Linked DNA regions of Pan troglodytes: region 1 is linked to region 2. A link is a contact called in public capture Hi-C data. All regions are on one chromosome and are shown on one strand. The core of a region is the stretch at or near the end of the contact, and the rest is flanking DNA. Distances in the headings are between cores, read along the strand shown. Region 1 overlaps NR2E3 (nuclear receptor subfamily 2 group E member 3). Region 2 overlaps THSD4 (thrombospondin type 1 domain containing 4).

The links. Capture Hi-C pulls out chosen DNA fragments and counts their contacts.
Region 1: a capture Hi-C map of stem cell-derived neural stem cells shows a contact between it and region 2, with 5 times the contacts expected there. The contact joins two enhancer-like sites. A contact is called at or near these places in 3 of 7 Hi-C or Micro-C datasets (blood, induced pluripotent stem cells and stem cell-derived neural progenitor cells) and 1 of 1 other capture datasets (stem cell-derived neural stem cells).

What each region holds. Positions count from the first base shown.
Region 1 is chr16:63,804,962-63,811,026 of NHGRI_mPanTro3-v2.0_pri, reverse strand. NR2E3 (nuclear receptor subfamily 2 group E member 3) reads right to left here. Exons shown (of 13, transcript XM_016927697.3): 4 at 3,955-4,141; 5 at 1,815-1,884; 6 at 302-1,703. The coding sequence starts at 395. Among named protein-coding and RNA genes, the nearest start is that of NR2E3, 22 kb to the right of the region's middle. Within about 2 kb of position 3,601, at least 2 of the 24 cell types and tissues checked have an H3K27ac peak or open chromatin away from gene starts, as enhancers often do. A contact at or near this core is called in stem cell-derived neural stem cells, where this site is marked.
Region 2 is chr16:63,451,126-63,457,021 of NHGRI_mPanTro3-v2.0_pri, reverse strand. All of the region lies in intron 7 of THSD4 (thrombospondin type 1 domain containing 4), which reads right to left. Among named protein-coding and RNA genes, the nearest start is that of NR2E3, 330 kb to the left of the region's middle. Within about 2 kb of position 4,326, at least 1 of the 24 cell types and tissues checked has an H3K27ac peak or open chromatin away from gene starts, as enhancers often do. A contact at or near this core is called in stem cell-derived neural stem cells, where this site is marked.

The DNA.
Region 1 (6,065 bases), core at 2,352-4,851, 350 kb before region 2:
TTGTCAACACCACTAGGGACCTCTATGCTGTTAAGCCCTAAGGGCGCTTCTCTGTTCTTTCCTTCCCCATCGGCTGGGCTGTCCTGTCCTGGCTCTGCAGCCTGCCCGCCCCCAACCCCCATCCCCGCCCCACCGTGTTTCTACGATTCTGGGTTTACCCGCAGGCTACCCCACCCTTGCCCACAGCCGGCGGGGCTGGGTCTGAGTTGTTCTGGCTCCTTCCATGGTCCCTGCGAACCTCTGGCCCTTACCCTGCTCCCCAAGGGCCCAGACCCAACCCTACCTCCAGGAGAAGCCATACCTGTGGGATCCTCCCCCAGGCCCCATCTGCCTGGAGACTCCTTCCTGGAGGCAGCCCCAGCTGCAGGCGCAGCTGCAGCCACTGTGGAGCTCATCAGAGCTGTTGGTCTGGTCTGCGTGGGTTACAGGGCAGCCTCTGCCTGCCTGCGGGAGGCCTGGGTTGCTGAGCCGGGCCCAGCCTTTGCCTCAGTCCATGAACCTCTGTCTCTCTGTGCCCCTGTCTCCCTGCCTGAACTCTGTCTGAACTCAGGAGCTGCCCCAAGGTCCCGAAGCCCCTCACAGCACAGGCTCTGGCTTGAGGAGATTTCTCCCGGGGCAGCCGCTGGACGCAGTTTATGATCCTCTTAATCTTTACTGTCTCCACAGGGGATCAACTGGCCACACCTGCAGCATTACCAAGGTGCCCCGGGAGCCGGTCAGTCCTGCTACCCCATGCTGGTTCCCGGGCTGCCCAAGGTCCCCCGGGGCCCTCCTGCCCTGTGTGCTCAGCTGTTCTCCACTTCATGCCACATCTTGAAGAGAGGTGTGGACTCCACCTCTCCCAAGGACTTTAAATCTTTTTCTTTGTTTTGATACGGAGTCTCGCTGTGCCACCCAGGCTGGAGTGCAGTAGCATGGTCTCGGCTCACTGCAGCCTCTGCCTCCTGGGTTCAAGCGATTATCCTGCCTCAGCCTCCCAATCAGGTGGGATTACAGGCACCTGCCACCACGCTCGGCTAATTTTTTTTGTATTTGTAGTAGAGATGGGGTTTTGCCATGTTGGCCAGGCTGGTCTCGAACTCATGACCTCAAGTGATCTGCCCGCCTCAGCCTCCCAAAGTGCTGGGATTACAGGTGTGAGCCACCCCGCCTGGCTGGACTTTAAATCCTTTTGAGCTGCTTGGCACACATCCGAAGGCAAGTGTGTGCCAGTGTGTGTGTCTGTGCCTGTGGGGGTCCTGCCTGAGACACTCCCCTTGGGTCCTAGGTAGATCTGGCTCTGCCCCACAAGGTTCTCACTCCAATCCCTTGGAAAGGGACTGCTTGGGGCTCACGATTTGAGGATCCAGCCCCCCCAGAAGGCTAGCAGTCCCCAGACACCTGGCACAGAGGACGTTCCCAGAACCGTCCCCCATGGGGTCTGAGGCTGGCCTGGAGGAAAGAGGCCTGGATCCCCATCTGGAGGGTCTCCTTCAGGCCTGTGAGGGGGCAGAAGAGGAGCTGGCAGGCTCCTCTGGAGAGCCAGGCCTGCAGGACTAGAGCCAGTGAGGACACAGCCACCTTGAGCCTGGCCACGGGCTCTCAGGAGCCCTCCCCTTCCCCCCGAACTCGGCCTCACAGCTCCGCCGGCCTCTTGCCACACCAGCCCCTGCGCTGCTCCCAGGTCCATCCTTCCCACCTCCAGCCCAGCGATGCCTCTGCTCCTGTGGGAAGGAGAGGGAAGGAGGAACTTGTCTTACATCCTTGCCTTATAGTAAGCCCCGGGCCCCCGCAGGGAGTGTGGAGAGAGCAGAGGCAGACCCAGGTTCAAATACCTTCTCCATCACCGGCCAGCCATGTGTCCCTGAGAAAGTGACTCAATCTGTCCAAACTTCAGTTCCTCACCTGTAAAACAGGATGAGAAGAGCACCTGTCCTATGGTGTAGTTGGGGAACTAAAGACAATGGTTCAGGAAATGTGTTTCAGCGCCTGGTACTCAGTAAGAACCTAATAAATGGTGTGTGCAGTTGATATTGTTATATTCTTGGGGTTACTGAGAAGGTCACACTCAGCAGCCTTTTCTTGCCTGCTCCTCCACCCCCAGGCCCACTTGCCAGCCCCCTCCCTGCCCGGGACAGAGCTGAAAGCCCATGTTGTCCTGGAGGGGACCACTTGTCCCCAGCAGAGCACAGCTCACCTCAGGATGAGCTGGGGTGGGGTTGGTCCAGCCTTAGACCCCAAGGGGAAGCGGGCAGAGCGTGAAGCTTCCAGAAGGATCATGGAGTTAAGGGGACAGGGGGCGGGGCCTGGCCCTTATGTAAGTGGGGTTAACCCTCCCTGTGACAGAGAAGCACAATTAGGGATTTGGGAAGTCAGCTCGAGGGGCTTTGCAGGGTAATCCGCTTTCTGGGGCCTCAGAAGATCGAGGCCACCGGGCTGGGTGCTCTCACCTGTTCTCCTCTCCTCCGTCCTCACCCCTCCCTGCCTCCTCTGCCAAAAAGCCCCTCAGGACAAGGTCTCCAGCTCCACCTAAGACTGAAGCTGAGGCCATCCTCCATGAATTTGACTGGCCACTCCCTCCTTCCTGAAGCCGCTCTTTCCCATCTCTTCTGGAACACGTGTCTTTGCCTTGAACTTGTCATCACCTCCATGTACCCAGAGGCTGGTCCCAGCAGCCCTTCCCGCTCTCTCCTCGGGCAGTTTCACACACACTCAGGCTTCCACGGCCACTTCATATCAGTTCCACCGTGGAGTCCAGCTCCACATGCCCCAGACCAAACCACCCCCAATTTATCTGCACAGAGGTAGTAACCCCAGGACTTGGGGGCCGCCTGGAGCAAATGTGTGCAGCTTTGAAAATGCCTAAGGCTGAGCTCAAGGGTCTCAGACTCTGGTGGCTGGAGCCAAGGACAAGCTGATGAGAAAGGCACATCAGAGACAAGATGGAAACTCAGGACAGCGCTGCGCTGTCGCGGGAGCCAGGGACGGGGAGGAATCAGCAATGGTGGTGTCACCATGCAAGTGTTCCGTGTCATGCAGAAAGGAAGCATGCCAAGTTCTTACACAGATCCTTCAAACCTCACAGCAGCCCTGTAAAGGAGCTGTCCTTACTAGCTTCAACTCATGGGTGAGGAAAAACAGAGTCAGAGAAGTTAAGTAATTTGCTTCAGGCCACACAGCTAGTGAGTGGTGGAGGAGGCTGGGGATGCAGATGAGGATTTCAAACTGTGCTTGGCACCGCACTCAGCTTTGCACCAGGACACCCTCCCAGGAGGGGCAGCTGCCTCCTTGGGTTTCAGCAGCAGCCGGAGGAGCTGGTGCCCTGGGAGGGAGCATGATTCAGAAGGCCTAGTTGTGGGGAGGGAGCGTGGCTGTGAGGGAAGGAGACGGGGCTGAGGGGTGGCAGGGAGGGTAACATTAAGGAAAGATTTTTTTCCCCAACGAATTTAGATATTTAAAGAAAAATATTTTAGGAATGCAGTTCCTTTTAAAATGGGAGCTACAGAGGAGAAAGAGCCAGGAAGAGAGGTGGAGGTGGGTGTACTTCAAACCCTGCCCCATGCCCAGCATCTCTGGAGAGACACCTGCAGGCTTGATGGGGAGGCAGCCGGCAGGAGAGAAGGGGCTGCTCCGGCCTGCAGCGGGCCCGGGCTTAAGGGCAGGCTTGGGCCAGCACCCCTCCTCTCAGAGCCTGGCTGTGTGGGCTTGGGGAAGTTATTCAGCCTCTCAGTTTCATGCTCTCTGGAATGAGTAGGATGGTGTCCCATTGGGCGGTTGTGGTGGAATTAAAGGAGGTGAACTGAAGGGGAAAGGGCAGATGGAAGGGAGGAAGCGGGGGCAGGGCTATTGGAGGAGAGCGCTTCCTTCTCTCAGGGGCAGCAGGCGCAGGGGAGGCCGCTGAGCCAGGCTGGCTTTGGCCCTCCTGCTCCTTCTGCCCAGACCCTTCCCATCCCTGAAGGCCTGTGCAGGGCTCACCTCCTCCAGGCTGCCTGTGCTGACTCCACAGGCCACCTGTTTTGACTCCTCAGGCCGCCTGTGCTCTCCGAGAGAGAGCTTGTCCGGGTGCAGATCTTGTCCTTATGTTGAACCTCACTCCAGGTCAACTTTCTCTCCTCCATCCAGATGGAAGATTCCAGGGAACAGGCTTAGAGTTTCGGGTTAGCTGGGGATGAGGATCCCAAGGCATTTAATGGACAGAGAATCTGTTTTCAACCTTGTCTATATTTCCCTGTATTCTGTAGTGGGTATGTATTACCTAAAATGGCAAAAACAAAACAAGCCAGGCCACACAAGAAACCCAGTCCCATCTAAATGAAAGCCCCCTGCAGTGTTTGACCGGCCCATTTTTACGCTGTTGATTTTGACTGTATTCTGTCACTCCATCACGTGGATGCCAGCCAAAATCCCCTCTGAGCCTGGCCCTGGGTTCTTTGGCAGGTCAGGCCAGCCAGAGCTGTGCCCTATGCACTGTGCTGGGGGAAAGGAAGCCAAAGCCCAGCAGGGCCTGGGGGTTGGGGGGTCTCCCCGATCTGTGATCACCAGCTGCTGGGGCAGACGCCAAAGGATTACTCAGCCCAAAGCCCTGAATCTGCTGACTAAGCTGCCAGAGGCCACCTTATCACTAATACAATTATTCCCCCAGGGGACAGGTCAGCAACTTCCTCTGACTCCAAGGAGGTCTGGGCCGGGTGGGGGTGGAATAAGAAGGCGTGATAGAGGCAGCAGGACTGACCTCCCTCTGCATCCTCAGGGCCCTGGCAAGGAATCCTCTGTCCTAGCCTCTCTAGGGGGAGCGGCTCTCTGGGCTTCTTGTCTGGGGCATGTCTCAGCCACAATACTGGGTGCCGGGAACAAATCTTCCAGGATTTCTTTTTTCCTTATTTTATTTTAGTTTTTTTGAGACGGAGTCTTGCTCTGTCGCCCAGGCTGGAAGTGCAGTGGTGTGATCTTGGCTCACTGCAACCTCTGCCTCCTGGGTTCAAGCAATTCTCCTGCCTCAGCGTCCCGAGAAGCTGGGATTATAGGTGCCCGCCACTATGCCCGGCTAATTTTTGTATTTTTAGTAGAGATGGGGTTTCAACATCTTGGCCAGGCTGGTCTTGAACTTCTGACCTCAGGTGATCCACCCACCTCGGCCTCCCAAAGTGCTGGGATTACAGGCGTGAGCCACTGCACCTGGCCCCAGGATTTATTTTTTCTTTCTTTCTTTCCTTCCTTCCTTCCTTTTCCTTCTTTTCTTTTTTTCTCTCTTTCTCTTTTTGAGACAGGGTCTTGCTCTGTCACATAAACTGGAGTTCAGTGGCGAGATCACAGCTCACTGCAGCCTCAATCTCCTGGGCTCAAGAGATCCTCTCGCCTCAGCCTTCCAAGTAGCTGGGACTACAGGTGCACACCACCATGCCTGGCTAACTTTTTAGTTTTTCATAGAGATGGGGTCTCCCTATCTTGCCCAGGCTGGTCTCGAACTCCTGGGTTCAAGTGATCCTTCTGCCTCAGCTTCCCAAAGTGCTGTCACCATGCCTGGCCCAGGATTTATTTCTTAAACAGTCACCCACCCCCACAAATTCCTGCCCACCCCCCGAATTCCTGCCCCCCACCCCCAAGTGTCTTCACCTTTGAAGCATAGCTAGTGGGGAGTGCACAGGCCCTGGAGCTGAGGTCTCAGCCATCCACACTCCAGGAAACTATCCCTTGGAAAATTTTACAAAGATTTAATTATATGGATGTACCCTGCAGCAATTTTCTGGACAACTGGCTAAATAAGTTCTACTCCCTCTGTACAGTGGAATCCCATGCAGCCATTGCAGCTGGTGGTGTTCCTATATTCATTTACGTGGAAATATGTCCACAATGTCTCAACTTCAAAGCCACTTACAAAACAGACATGGATAGTTTGATTTCATGTGGCCCAGGGGAATTTCTGGCTGAAGATCATGGGATGCTTGTCTCCTTGGCAGGACCTAAATGAATCAATGGTTTTCTTTCTAGAGCAGGGAGTGGAAGGTGCAGGGCTCCGAGAGGCAGACACCAGCAGGAATGTTTCTCAATAAAGCCTCTTTCTTTTCTTTTCAAGATAACATTTAGAA
Region 2 (5,896 bases), core at 3,077-5,576:
AAGAAATTAGGAAAAAGAAATGCATTACTTTGCCTTAAACTGTGAGGTGAAGGGAGTACACAGGGTGGAAAGCATATAAATAAACATGGTGTGCTGCATTAGCACTCTTTGGATGCTTAACGGGACATTTTCAAGCTATTTATTTAAGTAATCCAAAAGCAAACCACAAGAGGAAAAGAGAGGAAGAGAAAAGTTCTTTCCTTATACCCAAAGCAAACACCGCAAAATAACTTTGCCATTCGTAAGAGGGGATCCCAGTTAAGGTAGTCAAAGCCTGACTTTGCTTACAAAAGGTGGCCCCCTCAGAAAGGTCAGTGGGTCAAACAAGGCTGAGCTTGACCCCTGACTTTCGGACAGGCTCAGAAAGAGAGGAAACTGACCTCAACGGGGCAGGATCAATGGCCTCTGTTGCTCAAGGGAAACAAAAGGACCTATCAGAATTGATGGGAAAAGCACAAAAAATTGCACTCCTTGCTTTAATCTAGGGCCACCAGAGGTGAAGAGAGCAATTTTGTCTTTGACACCTCCCACTTCCCTTTCAGCATCTACTTGTGTCAAATTTCTACCCCCCTCCACAGTGCTTCTAATTTCTGCCTGCTACCTCTCAGCCAAATTGGGGGTCATCTGGAACGGATTACATCCACAAATTCACTTTCACACTAGGCCTGGTGTCATGCTACAGAGGACAGCATTTTATTACAGCCCAATTCCTTAGGTAGAAGGAATGAATCCCTAATGCTGGGGATGGGTCTAATGGCATATGGACCCACCTAAAGAGACAAGCTGCCCTGGAGCATGGAATGATGGCTACTCATTAAGGGAGTGGCCTGTCTTATCCATGAAGCAGCAAGGCCAAGGGGGTGGCTGATGGAGCTAAAGAACACTCTCCTTCAATCACACACCCTACCAAAGCCTCCAAATCAATATACAGTCAAAGCGAAAATTATAGGCTTCTCAGTAAACACGGCTACATGACAAGCCCTGTAATATCACCTTCCATGCAACCTGCCACCCTAAGCCCTTCTGATTTCATCATTGTGGTGCCGCTGCTGCATCAAGTATGAAAACCTTCTAGCCTCAAGGGGCTCAAGATTTCTACATCAGGCAGAAGGAGGGAAAGCAAAGTTCTGCTTTTTTCTAGCCCTCATTTCTCCTGCTCTGCAGACCTCCAACAAATACACACAGCCACAAAAGATACCTTGGCCCAGAGAAACCAGGTAGGAATTTTCTCATGGTAGAAAATCCAGCCCCACATGATCAGCAGGTGATGTAGCCATTTGTGGGTGACAAAGGTGGGCATAGGAAGGGAGAGGGAGCCTCTAGTCAAATCAGAGAAGATTCATGTTGAAAATCAAAGCTGTAGCAGGGGTCCCACAGGCTTCTGGCTTTGGAAGGAGAGAGTGTTTATTCCTCCCATCTTGATCTCTTCAACTGGGCTTTGGGGATTTTATTGATTCAGTCAATGTAGCATGTCTTAGTAACAAATTCTTGTTAATTTTGTTCCTCTTTGGAATGACCTTAGTGTCAGGGAGAGATGTTTGGAGAGCTGAGATTGCAAAGGGAGGGAAACTAGCCTGCCAACACTGCACTGAGAAAGCCTTCTTTTCAATTACCTTTCTGACCACTTAGAATGAATTTTAACGGGCTGTGCTTTTCCTGGGACATTTTTTCTTTGAACTCCCAGACTTCCCTTCATTGCAAGTTGCCATAATATGAACCAGATTCTTTTTCTCCCTCTTGTTTGCTTAAAAGGCGTTAACTATAAATTAGAGTATCTTAAGAGCGAGGTGTCACACGCGGGGCCTCGGGCTCCTTGGCCCTGGAGCCCCACAGCTGGGAGAGGGGCCAGGCCACCTCTTTCTTTGGTGGCCAGACTCCAAGACCCAGGCCAGGGATGATCCCACCCTTCTTTTCAAAGCTATCCAGTTACATCAACATACAGAAAATGCCTTGTTTAACTTAAGTATTAAGGTTTATTACCTTTAAAAAGAAAAAAATTCTTTCCTAGAGGTGCAAGAGAGGAAAGAGTGGGGTTTCTTTTTGTTTTTGTTTTGTTTGAGATGGAGTCTCACTCTATCACCTAGGCTGGAGTGCAGTGGTGCTATCTCTGCTCACTGCAACCTCCACCTCCTGGGTTCAAGCGATTCTCCTGCCTCAGCCTCCCAAGTCGCTGGAATTACAGGCATGCATCACCACACCTGGCTAATTTTTATATTTTTAGTAGAGGTTGGGTTTTGCCATGTTGACCAGGCTGGTCTCAAACTCCTGACCTCAAGTGATCCATCTGCCTTGGCCTCCCAAAGTGCAGGGATTACAGGTGTGAGACACTGTGCCCAGCTGAAAGAGTGGTTTTAAATGTACATTTGAGTTATTTTCCATGCAATTCTTTCACTCTAAAGAGCATGCCCCCGCCATAGAAACCAGGTTCATTTGCAATGCTCCCATGCCTGGAAGAGATGCCTGGAGTGTCTCATCTGTGGAAGCTGCCAGCAGGCGGTTATGATGGTCACAACACAAGAAGGCAATGACCATCACAATCCATTTTTTACATGTACCTATTCATTAAATCTCATCAGAAAATCTTTAAAACTGCACATACCCACATCCCTCAGTGTCTGGATACAATACCTCCAGGGAACAAAGCCACCAACCAGCAGACAACCATTGTTGTAGTGTAATTCAACTTTGTTTTTTGGACACTGAAATTCACAGTTGTTACTCAATGTCAAAATCTAAGTCGCCAAGTACCAATTGTTTACAGGCATAGTACTAAATAATTTCACATCTGCTCCTGTCGCCAAATATGATTTCCAATTATTATCCAGTGTATTATTCGCTTGTGGCAGGTGACACTGTGTTGCTCCATGGCCCTCACAGTGAGGCATCCAAGGACAGAGGAGATGACAGATCAGTTCCTGAAGCCCATTTCAGACAGAAGGGTCTGACAGCAAAACACTTTGAATTTGTAAGAAGTGGGTACTTCAGATCAAAGAGTTTAAGTTTTGAATTCTGAAAGGGCTTGGCCTGTAAGCTACATGGTAGAGAAGAGGAGAGCTACGGCATGAGGCAATGTCTTGCCACAGGGGAAAGGGCGGTCTTAGTCTGCTCAGGTTTCCATAAAAGAACACCATAGGTTGGGTGGCTAAATCACAGAAGCTGATTTTCTCACAGTCCTAGAGGCTGGAAGTCCCAGATCAAGGTCCAGAAGGCTTGGGCTCTCGTGAGGCTCTCTTTCTGGCTTGCAGATAGCCACCTTCTCGCTGTGTCCTCACATGGCCTTTCCTCAGTGGTTATGAGTAGAGACAGAGATAAACTTTCTGGTGTCTTTTCTTATAAGAGCACCAATTTCATCACAGGGGCCCTATCCTCATGACCTCATCTAAATTTAACTGCCTCCTGGCCAGGTGAGGTGGCTCATGCCTGTAATCCCAGGACTTTGGGAGGCCAAGGCAGGCAGATCACCTGAGGTCAGGAGTTCAAGATCAGCCTGGCCAACAAGGTGAAACCCCTTCTCTACTAAAAATACAAAAATCAGCTGGGTGTGGTGGCGGCACCTGTAATCCCAGCTACGTGGGAGGCTGAGGCATGAGAATCACTTGAACCCAGGAGGTGGAGGCTGTAGTGAGCAGAGATCGCGCTACTGCACTCCAGCCTGAGCGACAAGAGCAAAACTCCGTCTCAAAAAAATATAAATAATAAATAATAAATTTACCTCCTAAAGGCCCCATCTCCAAATACCATCACCTTGGGGTTAGGGCTTTAACATATGAATTTTTCTTTTTTTTTTTGGTGGAGGGGAGCCACAATTTCAGCCATGACAAGGGTTAATCCCTTTGAGAGCTGAGGGAGGAGGGGAGACTGGCACGGAGGGACTAAAGTTTCCAGTGTGGAACTTCTTCCTTCACCTCATGCAGTCTCCCCCATACCCAGCCCAGGGTAGAACCACCTGGGGGTGGGAATAGAAAACTACAGAGAGTTTTGGGAACCCAAAGCCACAGGGACTTGGGTCCTCCTTCCCAAATGGGAAAATGGGAGCTGGGAGATCACCTTGCAGAGTGACCCCAGCAACACAGGACAGCTGCAGGAGAGGAGATGCAGCGCTGTGGCAAGTCCAGCAGAGAAAGGAGCTGGCACAGCAGCCACAAAGCCAGTATGTGGCTACAGGAGGTGGTTAGGCATGAGGTGGATGGCCAGAGCTGGGAGCCTGGCAGGGATGCAGGGGAGCCTGTGAGCATCAGCTGCACTCATGAAGACCATGGTGGAGCTTGAGCTTGAGCTAGTAAGGAGGGTCCTGCGGGAAGGCTGGAGTCCACCAACCCTCAATGGTGTGCTGCCAAACAAACCAAGAGTCGCCTCCCTGTGACTGGAGCAGATGCAGCGAGGACATAGGTCCCAGAGACCAGGCAATGCGAAGTGCAGCTCCACTGGTCAGCACGAACCAGCAGAGAAGAACAATGGGGAGCACACCCTCTTTCCTCAGGACCAAAACGCTATGTATGCTTCCTCCTCCACCCTGACCTACCCAGGAGAACAGACTGAGAAAGGGGAAGAGAAGGGACCTGGAGAAGGAGGGAGGAACTCTGGGAGAGAGGGCAGTTTTCCAAAACAGGCCTAGTTCAGAAGTGACATCTAAACCAGAAAGGACTAGCTTTAACTGACTAGAAAATAAAATATCACCCCTCTCCCAGCCCCCATGCCTCTGTCTACCAAGTGTTAATGCAAATCATGTCCACTGAAGGAGTTCAGGAAATGCCACCCCAAAATATGCCACTTTGGTGTGCTGATTACTTAGAACTGAAGGCACTTGGGGAGCAGCAGATGCAGGCAGGGAAAGCCTTCCTTATCCGCCTAAAGACGGATCCTGCAAAACAAACTCAATTGTCATGAATCTGCTCCCTGGGAATCTTCTCAACATGGGAAGATTAACTGGGATCACAGGAGTGGAGCTTGGAGGTTGATCCCAGTCCAATCACCTCCGCTCCCAAGGGCTGCTCAGAAGCAACTTGTATTACTCAACAGACTTTTTATCTGCCTAACAAGGTTACTTTATTCACCATACAATTCCCCGACTCACCCTCCCATAACTTGTGTCGCTACCACCCCTAGAAGCCTCCCTTTTTTTTCTTTGAGAGGGAGTCTTGCTCTGTTGCCCAGGCCGGAGTGCAGTGTGGTGATCTTGGCTCACTGCAACCTCTGCCTCCCGGGTTTAAGTGATTCTCCCACTTCAGCCTCCTGAGTAGCTGGGATTATAGGTGTGTGCCACCATGTCTGGCCAATCTCTGCATTTTTAGTGGAGATGGTGTTTCGCCATGGTGACCAGGCTGGTCTCAAACTCCTGACCTCAAGCAATCCATCCGCTCTGGCCTCCCAAAGTGCTGAGATTACAGGAGTATGCCGCCACGCCCGGCTCCTAGCCCCACTATTCCTTTCTGTAGCTCAGGATGCAATATAGGCTTCAGTCATCTGACCCTTCTTTGAGTCTCATATTTTGTGGGGCTCCCGTGTGTACTTATATAATTAAATATGGCTTTCCTCCTGTTAATCTGTCTTATGTCAATTTAATTCATAGCCCAGCCAAGGAACCTAGAAGGGTGAGGGGCAAGCCACATTTCCCTCCCCTACACTACCAAGTGAAACGGGGGCTTGTGAACAATTTGAGCTGAGTTATGAGCAAAGTTACACCTCCACAGACTCCAATTTGTCACTAATTTATACTTGTTACATAACCTTGGATGCTATAAGAATTATTATTTCCATTTTACAGATGAGAAAACTGAAACCTGGAGAGCAGCAGCAACTTGTGAATGAGCACACAACTTGTAAGTGATAGAAGCTGGATGTGAGCTGAATCTTCTGAGCCCAAACCCAAAGTGTCTTCTGTTTCTTTCCTGTTCTA